2 separate regions of the Mus musculus genome follow, and region 2 is linked to region 1. Evidence: chromatin contacts called from public HiChIP or PLAC-seq data. All regions are on one chromosome and are shown on one strand. Each heading gives the region's core, a stretch centred on a gene start, on an enhancer-like site or on the middle of the called end of the contact. The rest is flanking DNA. Distances are from core to core; before and after follow the strand shown.

Evidence for each region. HiChIP or PLAC-seq counts read pairs in DNA pulled down with a chosen protein or histone mark.
Region 2: an H3K27ac HiChIP or PLAC-seq map of embryonic stem cells shows a contact between it and region 1, with 5 times the contacts expected there. The contact joins two enhancer-like sites. A contact is called at or near these places in 3 of 15 datasets of contacts at CTCF or cohesin (embryonic stem cells, large pre-B cells and pro-B cells), 11 of 484 Hi-C or Micro-C datasets (CD4 T cells, the MC3T3-E1 cell line, bone marrow-derived macrophages and 7 more), 13 of 115 datasets of contacts at active chromatin or transcription factors (T-cell acute lymphoblastic leukemia, VIP interneurons, bone marrow-derived macrophages and 6 more) and 1 of 9 other capture datasets (embryonic stem cells).

The regions. Positions count from the first base shown.
Region 1 is chr2:166,413,896-166,418,432 of GRCm38.p6, forward strand. It overlaps Gm30796 (a long non-coding RNA gene), which reads left to right. Exons shown (of 4, transcript XR_375242.3): 4 at 1,097-1,308. Among named protein-coding and RNA genes, the nearest start is that of Gm30796, 11 kb to the left of the region's middle. Within about 2 kb of position 1,881, at least 30 of the 459 cell types and tissues checked have an H3K27ac peak or open chromatin away from gene starts, as enhancers often do.
Region 2 is chr2:166,556,913-166,561,354 of GRCm38.p6, forward strand. No RefSeq gene overlaps it. Among named protein-coding and RNA genes, the nearest start is that of Gm29679, 5.4 kb to the right of the region's middle. Within about 2 kb of position 2,814, at least 8 of the 459 cell types and tissues checked have an H3K27ac peak or open chromatin away from gene starts, as enhancers often do.

The sequences.
Region 1 (4,537 bases), core at 631-3,130:
GAGCCAACTCACTGGAAAGACACTCATGCCTGGGAATGGGTAGGCCTGTTTAAAGCAGCCACTCTGCCCTACAATGGGTCAACTGGATATTATTCACTACTGTGGGCTGAATTCAGAATCCCACCTTCAAATGGACCACAATCTCTATGGTTTTATTGTGTGTGTGTTTACACTTTTTATTGACACATGTTAATCACACACTGTAAGCTTCATTATGATGTCAGTTTTGGGATCTATGTTGATCTGTTCCTTGTCCCCTGCCCCCCATCTCTTGCCGTTGCCCCCCCCCCCCCCCGCGCCTTGCAGATTCCCTTCCAGTATCTCTCCAGTCCCCTTTCACCTTCATATCGTTTTTTTATGGTGTTCTTTTTAAAAAGATTTATTTATTATTATATGTAAGTACACTGTAGCTGTCTTCAGACGCACCAGAGGAGGGTATCAGACCTCATTATGGATGGTTGTGAGCCACCATGTGGTTGCTGGGATTTGAACTCAGAACCTTCAGAAGAGCAGTCAGTGTTCTTAACCACTGAGCCATTTCTCCAGTCCCCATATCTTTTTTTTTTTTTTTTTTTTTTTTTTTTTTTTTATTGAGTCAGTAGATTTAATCATGGTTGCTTACAGGGACATGGTGAGGGGTGTTTTACACAGAAACCATGCAAGTATCTCAGCCACTAAAGACAACGTCTCTCTCTCCCCGACAGTGACCATGAACTTCATACAACCGTATGCGCATTTGTTGCAGTGATAACTTATTAATAAAAAAGAGTTCCAAGGGTGAAAATACCGCACGCCCCTGTCAAAATCTATTAGAGGAGTTTGAGTTTAAAGCAAGAATCGGATGGGGTGAAATTCCAGCACAGTTAGAGCTGAGAACTTTCTTTGATCGAGAGAGAGAGAGAGAGAGAGAGAGAGAGAGAGAGAGAGAAACCCTGTCTCGAAAAACCAAAAAAAAATGCTTGAGCTGATTTATTTATTTATTTGTCAGCTTGATATAAACTTGGGTCATCTGGGAAGAGGGAACCTTAACTGAGAAAATGCCTCCGTAAGATTATTCTGTAGACAAGTCCTTGAACCTTTTTTTTTTCCTCCGTAGATGATTGGTGGAAGAGGGTTCCGCCCACTGTGGGCGGTACTACACTTGGATTGGTGGACAGGGGCGCTGTTTGCAAAGAAGCTGAGCCAGTCAGTAAGCAGCATGCCTCCGTGGCCCCTGCTTGAGTTCCTGCCTCCAGGTTCCAGCTTTGAGTCCCTGTCCTGACTTCCCTTAGGGATGGACGACAATCTGTAAACTGAACACACTCTTTCCAAGTCGCCTGTGGTCATGGTAGGGGAGGAAAAGGTTGCTGGGTGGTCAGCATAGCTCATCTAGAAAGGGAGAGAAGCTTGCTGTGGGGGGATGAGTTGGATCCCCAGAACCAGGGAAAAGCTTGGTTCAGAGGCAGACCGTTGGAAAATTAGCCATCCGTAGGAAGATCCCAAGGCCCACTGGCCTAGCCTAATTTTCAAGCTTCAAGCAGGTGAGAGATTCTGTCTCAAGGTTGGTGAGCCTGAGGAACAGCACCTAAAGTTGACCTTTGACCTTCATGTGCACGCACACCTATACACACACCTGCACACAGAGAAAACGGAGAGGGACTGGAGGGGGCGGGGCTTAGCCAGAGCTGCACATGCCATTAGGATTGTGAGAGGAAGCCTGCCAGGACATAACAGAAATTTGCAAAGCCCCGAGAATCTCATTTTTCAACCGGCAATCACAATATAAAGCAGTGACTCCGTGTTGATTCGCTCCTGCTGTTCTGCAGGCGTTGTGCTCAGTAGCACTTAACCGTGTCTAGATGCATGTCTACACGAGTCTCGGTCCACCGCTGCACACAGCAGAGACTCTCATCATCAACTCCAGCTGTGGATGGAAACGCTCCTTGAATATCCCGTCCAAGTCACTTACAGGCTGCCAGAGCGGGGGACTCTGAAACCGCAGTTCTCTCTGACCCTTTGGCTGTCTGCCCCATATGTGTGTGTGTGTGTGTGTGTGTGTGTGTGTGTGTGTGTGTGTGTGTGTCTGTTTTGTTTGGTGGGCTGATGCTTGACGGGGCCCAGTAAGGGTGAGTGTGTTCGCTTTTCATAAGGCAAATTTCTCTCAAGCCCTGCTGGGCACTGTGGGAAGCCCTTTGCCATCTTATCTGTTGGTAAACCCTCATCTGCTCTGGCTTCCCAGCAGAAACCTGACCCAGCATGCTGCCAGCCTCCATTTTGACTTGGGAGGATTGAGGCTCCCCTTCCTGCTCTCCTCTCCATATCTCTATCACAGAGCCCAGCTCCCTCTGCCAGCCCACCCTGGCCAGCAAATGAGTGCCCATTCTTACTGAGGGACCCTGGAGCTACTGTCCTTCACCCGAACTCCAGGGGACAGATTCCTGGTTTTGTTCATTGCGACCACATGGTGCAGGTCTCAGTCTCCACTCTCCTGCTCTGTCTCCAGCTCGTTACTAAGCAGAACTCTGTCTACCCAGATGGTGCTCTGGTGGGAATTTCCTAAGACAAAATGTCAGTCCCACAAGCAGGACAAAAAGGTGTTTCTGGGCTAGCTGTGACCAGCTAGTATTCTGAAGGCTGAGGCAGGAGGATGAGTTTAAGACCATCTGGACTACATAACAGCCCTTTGACACAAAAACCCAACCAAAGGAGAAGGAGGAGGAGGAGGAGGAGGAGGAGGAAGATAAAAAGAAACAAAAAATAAAAATACAAATAAAAGTGTTTCTTTTGGATGTGAGCATGTGTGTGAGTGTGTGTGTGTGTGTGTGTGTGTGTGTGCACATGTTGTGCAGGTACATATGGATGTGTGGAGGCCAGAGTGTTACACCTTGGGTGTTATCTTCACAAATACCATGCATCTCTTTGAGACAGGGTCTCTCACTAGCCTGGAGCTCACTAAATAAGCCAAGCTGGAGGGCCAGCAAGCTGTGGGGATCCCCCTGTCTCTGCCTTCCCAGCACTGAGATTATAGGCGTACAACACCACATGAGCACCACAGGGGGAAGCATGTGATGGGGCGAAGGCAACTCCCCTTCCAGAGAGCAGAAAGTGAACGGGAGAATAAAGAGCCAGGGCTCCAGCACCCCTTCCTCCAACAGGGTCTCACCAGCTAAAGGCCCCACTACCTCACACCTGCATCATCAGTGTTTGGGGACATCTGAGAACCAACTCAGGTCCTCCTGGCTGTGCAGCGATCACTTTATAGACTGAGCCATCTCCCCAGCTCCTAAAAATGTACCTCGGTGTTATATAAACATGGACGTTCTACAGGTAAAACAGTGCCTCCATTGACATGTTGGACCTGGGCCCCTTCTGCCTCGTCGGTCAGCTCTGCTCAGGACCAGACTTCTCATGAGGGCTCCAGACGTGGGCTGTGCCCAGCCTAGTGACAGGGAGCAAGTGACAGGAAGGGATGCTGTCTCCTGAGACACCTCTCAACCAGAGCACGGTACTCAGACTTACCTTGCATGAACTATAACTTACTGATGGACCCAGTAGCGTGTGTGCTGCTCGGCTGCAGGAAATCTCTGGACAGAGAAGTTACAGATATCTGAGAGGCATCCATGGGACTGGCAGTACTTTCTGCTCACGTGGCCCTGATGTTTCTTCTCCACAGTCCCACACTCTGGACCTACCTCTCACATGGCTTGGGGAACCGGGACACAGTTTCCTGTCCGTGAGCAGCCCTCCTCCCCATCCCAGAAACACCCTCTTTTACCAGTTACTAACATCAATAACCGTATTTTCCAGGGACACCTTGTCCTCCGGCTTGTCACATTTAGAATTTGTGAGAACATGCTCACAGATGGCTCTCTATTGATTTACTATCCAATTTTCATATTCTGGAGCAAAAATAACTGTTTCTGTTCAACCCGTCTGTCGGAACTGAGGTGGGCAGGAAAGGCTCATGCCCAGCAGACACGTGGGTGGGGGCTCCATGGCGCCCACAGGCATTCAGATTTAGACGACACGAGCTACACGTCCTCCGTCACTAGGTCCCCTCTGGTTATTTAACAGGGACAAGAACTACATAGATACTAGCAGGAGCTTACAGTCTCTGAGACAGAAATTCTGGCTTTTAGGAATCTACACACAGTCAGAATGCAGTCTAGACTTCCCTTGCCAGCAGGTACCCTGTACACACACAGAGCCTTCTTAACCTCAGAAGTTTCCGTGGAAGTCTCATGTGGTGCGGTGACCATGTGTGACAACCATGCTTTATCTGTAGAAGAAGTCAAGGAAACATTTCTTTGTTGTTGTAGGTTTGGTTTGGTTTTTTCGAGACAGGGTTTCTCTGTGTAGCCCGGGATGTTCTGGAACTCACTCAATAGACCAGGCTGGCCTTGAACTCAGAAATCCGCCTGCCTCTGCCTCCCAAGTGCTGGGATTAAAGGCGTGTGCCACCACTGCCTGGTGCAGAGGAAGCATTTCTAGCTTCCTTGTGGAAAATCGAGGAGTGGCATCTGTGTTGAGACACCATCCTTACTCTGGATGCTTGTGT
Region 2 (4,442 bases), core at 1,564-4,063, 140 kb after region 1:
ACCTCTTCAGGGGCCTGAAATGAAAGCCTTAAATAGTTAACCTCAGCATGGTGCACCCACCTAAAAGCTCCTTAAGACGCCCTAAGTGATCGGCTAGGAGGATATAAAAGGACGATTGTTTGCAATGAAATACATCATCTCTCAATATGCAGATGAGCAGAGACAGACAGAGTCTGAGGCCCTGCTCACCCTGGGCAGTAAGTTCCAAAGGAGGGAAAATGTGGGGTAGCCTTTGAGCACAAAGGTAGCATCTTCAGGGCTAGCAAGATGCCTTAGTGGATAAAGGCGCCTGATATGAACCTTGACAACTGGAGTTTGTGGCTTGGGACCCTTACATTAGGAGAGAACTAACTCCTCTAAGTTGTCCTCTGAGCTCCACATAGTACATGCACACACGCATTCACACACACACACACACACACACATGCACGCACAAAGACACACACACAGACACACCATACACATATTTCTAACTCATCTGCAAGAGCTGAAAATCGCAATTCTACTTTCTCTGCAAGCCATGGGGAAAGGCACCCACGTGTCTATGGAGGAGGAGGCAGTGGAGGACAGCAGTGGGAGGAGGGAGCAGAGGAGGACAGCAGTTGGAGAAGGACAACAGTGGGAGATAGGTCAGTGTAGGCCATCAGTGGGAGGAAGGGGCAGTGGAGGACGGGGCAGTGGAGGACAGCAGTGGGAGGAAGGGGAAGAGGAAGACAGCAGTGGGAGGAGGACAGCAGTGGGAGGAAGGGGCAGTGGAGGATGGGGCAGTGGAGGACAGCAATGGGAGGAGGGGGAGAGGAGGACAGCAGAAGGAGAAAGACAACAGTGGAAGATAGGTCAGTGGAGGACAGCAGTGGGAGGAAGGGGCAGTGGAGGATGGGGCAGTGGAGGACAGCAATGGGAGGAAGGGGAAGAGGAAGACAGCAGTGGGAGGAGGACATCAGAGGGAAGAAGGGGCAGTGGAAGACATCAGTGGGAGGAAGGGGCAGCGGAGGACGGAGCAGCGGGAGGAGGGGACAGAGGAAGACAGCAGTGGAGGCTCTGAGAGGTGTCCTGGCTTGCTTACAGCAGTTATGGGAGGAGGCCTCAATTTCTCTTTCTGTCTCTGGCATTGCTACTGGAGCAAAGTGGCTGGAAATGGGGAATAATCCCACTGGGGCCTGCGAAGATCTGTGGATCTGAGAATCCGCTGACCCGGACCAGCAGCCAGCTCTCCGGGATGAGTTGAAAGCACTCGTGTGCGTGAAATCTGCAAGCTCTCCTGTGTGTGAAATCGTCGCCCTTAATGACTTAGCTACTCATTCTGGAATTCCTTTTTTCTCTAATTCAAGCATATCTCCTCCGTGACACTTCCATAATTCCCACAGTTTGCTGGGTCAAGGCCTGGCACTTAGAAAATAACAGACCTATCCATCACACCCCTGTGAAGCATCCATAGCAAACTCAGCCACAGAGACAACTTGCCTGGAAGCAGTCTCAGGGGAGGTAGCTGAACAGATGTCACCACCCCTGTGTTGCTCCCAAGAGTGTTAAGGGAATGTCTTCTTGAAGGAAAGAATTCAGTCAAGAGACAGAGACAGCTGGAGCAGAAGTTTATGTATCAAAGCAAACACCACAGACACACCGGAGCGGCTGCCCCACGGTTCAGTGTTACGGAGGCTAAGGATGCTTTCATGAATATTCATGAAGTAGGTAGCATATTCATGGAGTAAGTTATCCCTTGGAAATCCATTTTAGGGCATTTCTTCCCATGATCCTCTGAAGAAGCCCATAGGGACGTGACAAACCCATTACCAGAGTGAGGATATGATGACATCAGATCTTTGAGAGGCATGGGTCCTTCTGCACACACGTGTGGGCCAAGATCCAGAGATTTGTCGTCTCATATAGGAATAACTTAACAGCAGCTTCATGATGTTTAACCACAAAGAGGAGGACCTGTCTAACTCCTTACCAACCCAGTACCAAGGACCCTTCCCCTAGATCTAGGGAGGCCTTAGCCGTTGTGTGATTCAACGCCTCCCAGGGCCCTAAGTATCCCCACCACCCTCATCATCGCCTTACATTCTCGTTATTGGGGTGATGTCCCTGGATTTAAGAATCGTGTCTCTAGACGCTCCTTATTAAAACATGCATATCTTGTCTGAGAAGAAGTAATACATATTCATCAGAATAAATAAATAAATTTCCCATCAGTTCTCAGATGCGGGAGGCTTTGAGAGAGATGGGTGGGGTGTGAGGTAGGAGAGTTAGAGCTGAACCTACTCATAGTGTCGGAGTGAGCTTTTCTAGGGTGTGTGTGTGTGTGTGTGTGTGTGTGTGTGTGTGTGTTGTATGCATCTGTGTGTATGGAGGGTATGTGCACACATGTGTATGAGTGTAGGATATGCATGTGTTTGTGAGTGCCTGTTTCTAGGTAAATGCACAGGTACATGCGGGTGCACGAGTGTCCGAGCATGTGGGGGCCAGAAGTTGATGCCAAGTGTCACCTCTATCCATTTCCACCTTGTTTTTTGAGACAGGCTCTGTCACTAAGCCTGGAACTCACCAGCTCAGTCAGACTGGCTGGCCAATGAGCTGAGGGGATTCACCAGTCTCCACCCACTATACCCTGCTTTTTTTTTTTTTTTTTTTTTGCTTTGTTCTGTTTAACAGCAGTGCTGGGGACCCACACGGGCTCCTTCTGCCTTTGTGGCCAGCATCCCCTGCCCACAGAGCGACCAATCGTTCCATCAATCAATCATCTCCTTCACGGATATTGGCTGTGTCCTGTGGGCTGGACACTGCTTTGATCTGGTCTCGGCGGAGCTGACCTTTGTTCTAGTTTCATGTCTGTTGCTGTGATCAAATGTCCTGACCACAAGCAGCCTAGAGCAGAAAGGGTTTACGTTAGCCAACAATCCCAGGGGATCCTCTTGGGATCCTCTCCGTCACTGCGGGGATGTCAGAATGGCGGGAGCAGGAGGCAGCCAGTCACACACATCCACAGAAGCATCATCACACCTCTGAGGGCCAGGGGATCCTGAGAATTTGGAGGGAGCCACGAAAGACCGTAAATCTTGTCCTGCAGACAGGACTATGCACCCATACCCAAGATGCACCCTCACGTGTGCACACTCCCATGCACACACATTCACCACACACTTGCACATGTGTCCCCAGTGAGGCCATGGGTCACTAGCTGCAGTGATGAGCACCGAGACTTGAGAAGACAAAGCTCGGTGGGGCAGCAGTATAGACAGAGCACACATGCACACACACACTCACACATATTCGCATGTGTCCACGGTAAGGCTGTTTATTCACTAACTGCTGTGATGTGCTCAGAGCCCCGCCCCCTGCCCCCAACCCCTGCAGCACAGAATCTTCCGAAGTTGCAGTACAGGACAGAACAGGATTCTCTCTAATCAAAAGAAGCTGTCACAAGCCAATGAGGCTCGTGGGCAACTGCCCAGCTCTCTTCCTAAAGTTCCCAATGTCTATGGTGGCCAGGCCACAGGAGCAACGGTGGCAGGAGCATGCTGAGCCTGTGACATTGTCAGTGGCTGGGGCAGGGTCTCGGCCTGCTGAAAATCACAGCTCCTCTCTCTGTTGGCCAACTCCTTACCTTTCCTGAAGCCAGCCAAGAACGAGGGTGAAATTTGAATCCAGGACCTTCTACTTCATGCCAGGCTCAAACTCCAGCCGTCACATCTAGCGGGGGGGGGGGGTGTGCATGGGGAGGATAGCATCAGACTTCCCGTGACCGTGATCCTGAGTTCCCACTGAGAGGAGGTGATGCCCACTGGCCCTGGTTCTGTGTGGCCCAGAACATCTCCACTCATGTGCTCTCAGCCTAGCCTCCTCCAAACGCCATCTCTGGCCTAAGTGTAGCACCCAAGTGAAGCAAGCCCACTGGTTCACCTCTGGTGGGGTCACGGTGCTTCTCTGGGGGCTCTGGGTGGAGAGTCTCTGTGTGTAATCAGGGCTATGTATAAACGCCCCTCAGACCTCCCCAAGGCCAGGCCTGCCCCGGTGGCCTTCTTCCACACACCTGATGACTTTAGTCACCTCCAGTGATCCCTGCAGATACAGTACAGACCTCCAGCTGCGACAAAGGACCTTTGGTCACAGAATCTCCTGTCATATGACTACTCCTCCTCCTCCAGCCTGCACCAGGCCCAGGGAGAATGGTACAGAAAACCTGAGGCACACAGAAGTAAGACGCTGGCCCGGAAACCGGAGCCTAGAAAGTCCAGTGCAGAGTTCATGGGCTCCAGGCAGAGGCTAGCCCTCTATTACCCCTCTCTGTCATGCTCAGCACCTGGGGTCATATTTCCTGAGGCTACCTGGTTCTCATTTCCTGAACAGTGCCAAGGTGAAGTGTCACTGAGGCTTGTCAGCCACCCTCAGTCTCCACAGCTTTAAATGCACGGTGTCCTGGGTCATCTTGTACCGTCCAT